Regions from separate parts of the Mus musculus genome. Here region 1 is linked to region 2. Evidence: chromatin contacts called from public Hi-C data. All regions are on one chromosome and are shown on one strand. Each heading gives the region's core, a stretch centred on a gene start, on an enhancer-like site or on the middle of the called end of the contact. The rest is flanking DNA. Distances are from core to core; before and after follow the strand shown. Region 1 overlaps Gm39447 (a long non-coding RNA gene). Region 2 overlaps Osbpl10 (oxysterol binding protein-like 10).

What was found. Hi-C and Micro-C count contacts between places; a contact is called where the count stands out from the background.
Region 1: a contact with region 2 is called in a Hi-C map of centroblasts, with 2.4 times the contacts expected there. The contact joins two enhancer-like sites.

Annotation. Positions count from the first base shown.
Region 1 is chr9:115,487,378-115,491,276 of GRCm38.p6, forward strand. The region is part of intron 2 of Gm39447 (a long non-coding RNA gene); the gene reads left to right. Among named protein-coding and RNA genes, the nearest start is that of Gm39447, 39 kb to the left of the region's middle. Within about 2 kb of position 2,049, at least 35 of the 459 cell types and tissues checked have an H3K27ac peak or open chromatin away from gene starts, as enhancers often do. A contact at or near this core is called in centroblasts, where this site is marked.
Region 2 is chr9:115,043,489-115,047,777 of GRCm38.p6, forward strand. All of the region lies in intron 1 of Osbpl10 (oxysterol binding protein-like 10), which reads left to right. Among named protein-coding and RNA genes, the nearest start is that of Rps27rt, 63 kb to the left of the region's middle. Within about 2 kb of position 1,488, at least 41 of the 459 cell types and tissues checked have an H3K27ac peak or open chromatin away from gene starts, as enhancers often do. A contact at or near this core is called in centroblasts, where this site is marked.

The DNA.
Region 1 (3,899 bases), core at 799-3,298, 440 kb after region 2:
TTTTGTGGTTTCAGTTACCATGGTTAGCTGTGAGTCAAAAATATTAATGGAAAATTCTAAAAGTAAACTATTTGAGCTTTCAGTTTCAAACTGCTTTGAGTAGCATGGTGAGATTTTGCCTTTTCCTACTCTTTCCAGGTCATGGATGCTCCCTTGTGCAGCAAATCCGTGCTACACACACTACCCACCCGTTAGTTACCGTGTGGCCTTTGCCGTGAAGAGATCACTTGTAATAGTGTCAGAGCATTTGTGTTCAAGTGGGCCTTACTTGATAATGGTCTCAAAGCCTGAAAGTCAGGATGGCCGCTCTTTGGATGTGTCACATAGAGGAAATAAGGTACTTCTCTTATGTGAAAAAGTGGAAGGTCAAAAGCCATGGTATGTATAGAACTTAGAACTAGGATACTAGGCATCTAGTGGGGATATTGAATCATTTCCTACATGTAAGAGGTACACACACATACACACTTCTGAGTGTATACATATATAGTAGTATATAGATACGATTTTGGTAATATTTGTCAAACTATTTACCCTGTTTCTGATTAATTACCCTATTATAGAATTAATCAAGATTGGATGCAGGAAATGCCCATGGGGCATCAAATCAATGCATGAAGCTGCTGGATGTTCTCATGAAGCCTTCTCCATCTGGGTTCTGGGTTTTGCTGCTCTCCTGTCTGGTCTGGGAGAGTGACCCATGTGGTCTCTACCAGAGTTTGCAGGCCAGACATGACAGTGGTGTCACACCCAAAGCATCTATGGAAGTGTTTTCCATGATGGAGCTCATGGTATACTGAAGTGTTTTCTGTGACAGCATGCATGCACACTATACCTACAGATGGGATTTATATTAGAAAGCCTACAGTCCAGATGGTTGAACTATGGTTCTTTATGGAAAGGCTTGCCTTCCCCTTGGTTTATAGCTTGATGCATACCCTGCCCTCTGGCTCCCATTGGGTCCATGGCAAGAACAGGAGGGGACGGGGCAGGGGAGCCTACAGAAGGGAGTTGTAGGCTGTATTCTACTGGCTGCCACACTTATCTGTTTGCCAGAGGATGGCTTTGTTTCTGGACAGAGAATCCCAGCGCTTCCTGGGAGACTCTCCAGTTGTCTCTCTCTGCCTCTGGGTTCTGGTGACCTTACTCCTGAGCCCAGCCATGGGCCCAGAGACAATACTTCTTACTATAATGAGCCCTGTGGCCCTGTGCTATGTCCTGTGGCTTTCTTTGCTTTGCCATTTCTATGCAAACAGCCTTTTATGAAACCAATCTTAATTTATCTTAATTTATTTATACCTTATTCCTTCTAGGATTCAAACTGAACAGCAGGTTACTGTTTTATGTATATATTGTGACCTAAATTTGAGGGCATAAAGAAAACCCCGAGAGGAGCCTCATGAGAATGGTACCTGCTTGTCTGTGCCAGGGGAGGGTGTCGCTAACCCTCTCCACGTTCTTACTTTCGGTTGAGTCTGCGTGATGAAGATGTATGACTTTTCCCTCTAATGGAAAGAAGCAGTAAGTAATATAAGGGGAACAAAACAAAAACAAAAACAAAAACAAAAGCATACACCTTTCCTGGGAGGAATATAGGAATGGAGAGGGTATGCATGGCTCACTCGGGGTTTAGACATGTAAATGGTTGGATGGTTGTCTCTCTCTTCATGCACGTGTATCCCAGAGACAGTCCCCCCACTCCCACCATACACACTAGGAAATACGTCAGCTCCTCAGTACCACAACTTTAGCCACTGAACCCTAACCTTGGCCCCAGTGGCATATGCCATGCACCTGCTGTGGGGATGGGGCGCTCACACCTAACACCTGCACGGTGATGATGCTAAAGGCCCGGCCTGCACTATTGTGTGTTAGGCCACTGTTCTTCCAAGCATACTGTCTGCTGTCAGCGTGGGTCCTGTGTTGACATGGGTGGCTGGTTGTTACCTGCTAATCAAGTACTCTCTGGAGGAAGCCTGGGCTCTGTCTTAAGCATGACTAACCAGCTCAGGCTTCGAGACTTCCTGACATCTAGAGCCTCCTCAGGAGCAGTCTGGCCTGCTGATTAAGTTTTCTTGCCAGAAGATCAAGAGCTCATGCAAATGGGTCTGTGGTGACTGGCTCTGACTTTTAAAAAGTCCCAGGAAGTTCTGTTGGGGTTTTTGTCCACATCAGTGATTTCCATAGGAAGCGGCCAAGCAGAATGAAAGCAGCAGTCAGGTGTTAACTCTAGCAAACAGATAGAGAGGCAGACTAGGAGAGGCCCTGATTTACTATGTAGTAGTACTCTGAACAGTATAGACTTGACTATCAGGTGGATCATGTGGTAACTGTCTCATGACAGGGGGTGTCATGAACCAAAAGCCTCCTGCTGTATCCCAGATGGCTTAGTGGTTAAGAGCACTGACTACTCTTCCAGAGGTCATGAGTTCAATTCCCAACAACCACATGGTGGCTAATAACCATCTGTCATGGGATCTGATGCCCTCTTCTGGTGTGTCTGAAGAGAGCAACAGTGTACTCAGATCCATAAAATAAATAAATAAATCAAGAAGAAGAAGAAGAAGAAGAAGAAGAAGAAGAAGAAGAAGAAGAAGAAGGAGAAGGAGAAGGAGAAGGAGAAGGAGAAGGAGAAGGAGAAGGAGAAGGAGAAGGAGAAGGAGAAGGAGAAGGAGAAGGAGAAGGAGAAGGAGAAGGAGAAGGAGAAGGAGAAGGAGAAGGAGAAGGAGAAGGAGAAGGAGAAGGAGAAGGAGAAGGAGAAGGAGAAGGAGAAGGAGAAGGAGAAGGAGAAGGAGAAGAGGAACTGCTGGGGCAGAAGGTGTTTAGTCTGAAAGCTCTTTGAGACCTGCCACTTGGCTAAGGTGACTGGGAGATCCCCCTCTACAATGGCTAGTCCCCTAGCAAGGGACCTCTGGATGGAGGGGTGAGGCTAGGAGTGCTGGGCTATGTGAGGTCATGACTGACCTCTTAAACTCTTTGCCAGGGCTCTTTCCTGACTTCTGTACACCAGCAATGGGGAGGGACACTCCCTGCAGCGAGAGAGCTCCAGGCAGGGTTGGTAGGTGCTATGTTAGGTTACAGACAGGATTGGGAATGGAGCTGACTACCCTGGCTCTCTTTGCTCTACACAGAGACAACTAAGAATGTCTCCACAGCTGCTGTATGAGCCAAGGACTGTCCCAAGGTGTCTTGTTAATGTCCACTCCTGTTGACATCAGAAACAAGTCTCCAGACAGAAATATCACTACTAAACATCTTGGGTAGTGAAGGAAACCAGAATTGCTGGAGAGGTCAGAGCCTGAAGCTCTGTGCCTATTTGAGGAGGCTCTTCATGCTCTCTCTATGGAAGGGAGCTGGGGATGGGCATCTGCCTCCCCCCCCCACCCCGACTCCCAGGCTCACAGCTGCAAAGGTTTTCTCTAATGCCAGAGACTATTTTGTAACTTCTACATTCACTAATTTTTGCCCCAGTAGGCCATCAAGGAGAAAATATCCAGAAGGTTGGAGCAAATGCCATTAAGTTTTCTTCCTAATGTAATGCTTTGGGTGGAAGTTGATTCCCCCCTCCTTTAATGAAAATGTATTTATCCTTATCAGAGTAGCCTTGGGAAGCTCTGAGCAGATGAGTCCCCGAAGCCTGTAACTACCCAGGAGGATGCATTTTGCTAAAAGCCTGGACATCGTGGGGAAAATGATAAAAAGGACCACATTGGGCAGATAAAATGCCAGTGGTAGAAGGGCCCGAGGCAAAGGAAATTGAAAGAAAATGGAAGAAATGAGAGAGAAATTGCAGCACTGAGAATATTTGAGTGTATTCCCCCGGAGAGCAAAAATGACATGAATTTTTAGAACAAAATATTAATGCTTAAAAGTGCCAAGTCATGGCTGCCTGTGGCTTC
Region 2 (4,289 bases), core at 238-2,737:
GGGAAGGGAAGCTGGCTTGAGGGTTTATGTAAATCTCCGTGTGTGCTCATTCGATCCAAGAGAGGGGACTGAAATGGTCAGGATGCCAGAGTGGCTCAGCAGAATCAGCGAATCACTGTAGAACGGTTCATTTCAATTTTTTCTCTTTTGCTAATGAAATAATTTGCTGAGATGTGACAATTTAGAAGTCCCCCCTTCCCTCTCTTTTAACCTTGAGCTACTAACAGCAGCCTTCATTAGCAGCTGAGCGGTAGAGTTAATGGCATCTTTCGTGTTCCATTCTGCTGGTTCCCTTTTCAGGACCAGGCTCCAGGTACCTCAGAAACTGCCTCCCGAAACAAAAGGCCAAAGATGCAGAAGCCCCATGGTTGATAGGATCCAGAGAGGAAATGACTGATGGCTTTAATAGCTTCACAGGATGAAGATTGTTCTAGAAACATTGCCTGAGAGGCCACAGAAAGCCTAGCTGGCAGTCTGGGGCTTGAAAGTTATTTACTTTGTTCATTGATCTATGGGTGGGTTTTTGGTAGTTTATAGGTATGACTGTGTCTGTGCACCATGTGCATGCAGTGCCAGCAGAGGCCAGAAGAGGGCGCGAGAGCTCCTGGAAGATGGTTGTGAGTCACCATGAGGGTGCTGTTAAGAACTAAATCTTAGTCTCTGCAAGATCAACTAATGCTCTTCTGAGTTATCTCTCCAGCATCCCCCCACCCCAAGCTATATAAATACGTGTATATTCTTTCTGTATGTGTATGTGGGGGGGGAGGCAGAGAATGATTTTTGGTGTCCTTCCTCATTTGCCATTCACCTTTGTTTTGAATCAGGGTCTCACTTTGACCTGGAACTTGTCACTTGGCTAGGCTGGCAGGCCAGAGAGCCCCAGGGACCCTCCTGTCTATACTGGCCTTCCCCTGGTGTGGGCATGGCAAACTGACTTTTTCTTACATGACTTTTGGGGACCAAACTCAGGTGTCTTTGTGTGGTAAGTATTTTACTGACTGTGTTGTGTTCCTAGCTTAACGTGTATATATTTTAGGACATTTCCTTTCCGCTCAACGAACTGTGTCTCCTGTGACCTCAGGTTGACACTGTTGGACCGCCTCTGACCAGGTTCCTCTGCTGTAGAAGCAGGTTCCTGGTGTCACCAATCACCCAGTTAAGTGACAGCTAAATGCACAGTGCTCCTTTCTGGCCCCAGGGGAGCTGCTGCCTTCTCCCTACATCTCAGGGAAAGAAGAGTTCCCACATTTGTAGGCGATCAATACAGCCCCCCTCCCTCCCCAGGAACTTAAAAATATCCTGGCCAATGGAAGCAGAGTGTTACAGCAGAGGGATTGATCTTGGAATGGTGAAGGCAAGCAAACACCCGGAAGGTATAGCGAACCTAAGACATGGATGTTTATTCCTGTCCAGTTTGTTTTAAACCTTGTCCTCTCGTGTGAAACGGGGTGGATGGCAGTGAGCTATTTATGCAGCAGAAACACCCACACCATTGTCCCTGGCTAGGCACCTGGCCTCTAATTCATCCGGTGGAGCCACAGAGTGCAGGGCTGCAGGAGAAAGAGTGACTCTCTTAGCTGCTGTCTTCCCATCCCGCCCCATCTGAATATGTTCTGTGTTTTGTGACCATCATCTGTCTGTGTGTGTATCTGTCTGTCTATCTGAGACGGGGTCTCACGTGGTTCAGGCTAGCCTTGAACTTGTCCTGTAACCAAGGGTGTCCTTGAGCATCTCATGCCCCTGCCTCCACATCCCAAGGGTGGGCATCCTGGGCATACTCCACCATGTGATGTGCGGGGGACCAACCCAGAGCCTGGTGTCTGCTAGGCGAGCATGCTGCCAGACAGTCTACAGCCTGTCTCTACTTGGATTAGGCATTTTGGTCTCTCCCAGGCTGCCGCAGTAGCCTCTGACCGGCAGCCCCCGCTTCCTGTCCTCCGCAGGGAACCTCACTATAGAATGATACTTTGTTTCACGTCTTTGCAGCGTCCTTCCTGAACTTCTCCAGGTCCCTGCTATCAAAGCCTGGCGCTTCTCATGTTTGCCAGGCTCTGCCTTCTGCCAGGGCCTGAGATGGTGCACCTGCTGTCTCACACTGTTCAGGACACACCAGCTGTCTTCTGTCCCTGTCCGCCTGCTGTGCCCACTGCGTCCCGCAGACTGATATCTGTGGTCCTGAACTCGGTGGTTTCACTCAGCTCACACTTCTGGCCCTGGTCCTCCTGTGTGTTGCTCATGCTCACAGGTCTCTGTGACAGGCCAAATTGGATCTCCTACACAGCAATATGTTGTCACACTCTACTTCCGTTCTTCTCAGGAGCTTATTGTATGGTTGGGGCGGTAGCTCAGTTGGTGAAGTGCTTGCCATAAAAACAGGAGGACCCAAGTTCCATCCCCAGAACCCCCACAAAAGTCCAGTGTGACTTCAGCACTGGGAGCAAACACAGGGTGATTCTCAGAGGTCCTGGGTGGGCCAGTCTAGCAGAATTGGCAAGCAGTAGGTTCAGTGGGGAGACCCTTTCTCAAAGAGTATGGTCTATGACAATTGGGGACACCTGCTGTTGACCTCTGGCCTCCACACACATCCACAGGCATGCATGGGCATCTACAAACATGCACATGCGTGTGTATACACACATACACACACATAGGCACACACACATACACGCATATACACAGAGTCATGTACACACACATACAGAGTCATGTACACACAAACACACAAATGTACAAGGCATACACACAGAGACACACATACACACACAGGCATGCACACACATACATATAGAGGCATATACACACATACATTCAGGGGTATGCACACACACACAAAGGCATGCACACACACATATACACAGAGAGGCACACACACATACACAGGACTTCACACACACACACACACACACACACACACGCGCACGCGCGCACGCACACACAGAGGTACTAACAAACACACAGAGGTGCACACACAGTAAAGTACTGATTGGCACTAAATACACTCCTTGTATCTCTGTAGTTTCCGTCAATGGAACACTGTCTCCACTCCACGAGGGCAGGAATTAGTTTCTGTGCGACTGTTTCTGTCTCTCCTGTGGAGACTTAGGAATCAAATTCCACTCCACTGAAAGAACAGCCAGTGTTTTTAACTGCTGAGCCGTCTCTCCAGCCCCCAAGTGTGTGAGAGTTTGCACGAGTATGACCACGCGTGCAATGCATGTGATTTGTGTGCGTGTTCAAGGACCAGAGGTTCACGTTGCTCGTCACCCCTGATTACTCTCCACCTTACCTGATAGGCAGGGTCTCTCACCCGAACCCTCAGCTCACCGGTTGTGTTAGTCTCACTGACGTACTCTGGGAATGCGTCTGTTTCCAGAGTGCTTGGATGACAGGTAGTTTGCCACACATGCCCAGAACCTAAGTGGAATCTGAACTCTGGCCCTCTAGCTTGTGTGACTTGCACTTTACCCACTGAGCCATCTTCTTATCCTCCCATCTGCCTTTGAAGATTTTTATAAAATGGCCAGTGATCTAAATGGGGCAATAATTATGAGGAGACATGTTTTCGGCTTACTGGAATCACAAGGGAAGGTGACTGAACCTCCTTAGTCACAACCCTGAACTAAGCCCAGATCAAGGGAACTCCCTGAGGAATCCCAGGGCACTTAGTAGGGCTGTTCAGAATATCACTGACAGATGACATGAGGAGTCGTAATAATATGCAGCCTTCAGCCCCAGCTCCCTGGCTGCAGCTGGGTCACACACAGTCTATAAAGAAATCATCTAAGAGTTGGCCCCAAGGTGGCTGAGAGGCAGGAAGACTGGAGTGGAAAGGGCTTGGCTGTTTGGCCCTCTTGGTTAAAAGCTGGCCTTTGGTTTGCTCTCTCCTGGTGAGTGTCACTGGCAGGTTATCTGCAGAGCAGGAAGGGTGCCCACCTACTGCCCTGTGCTGACTGGATTGCTGTGTATACGGTCTGAAACACGTGAGGAGGTCACTGCCTAAAGCTGTTCCGATGAACAGGCAAGGTTAATAAGCCTGACCGTGGGACGTGCTCAAAATTCTGTTAGACACAAATGTGTGTTTGCACACCTGCAGGGAACATGGATTTCCCCCTTTCCCTTCCTCCTCCTGTCCTTTCTCCCTTTCTTCCTTCCTCCCTCCTTCCCTTCCTTTTTTGAGATAGGGTCTCAGTCTGGCCTTGAACTCACGATGTAGTCAAGGATGACTTTGAAGTCCAGACCCTCCCCCTCCCAAGTGTTGGAATTGTAGGTGTGTGGCCCCCCTGTACCCA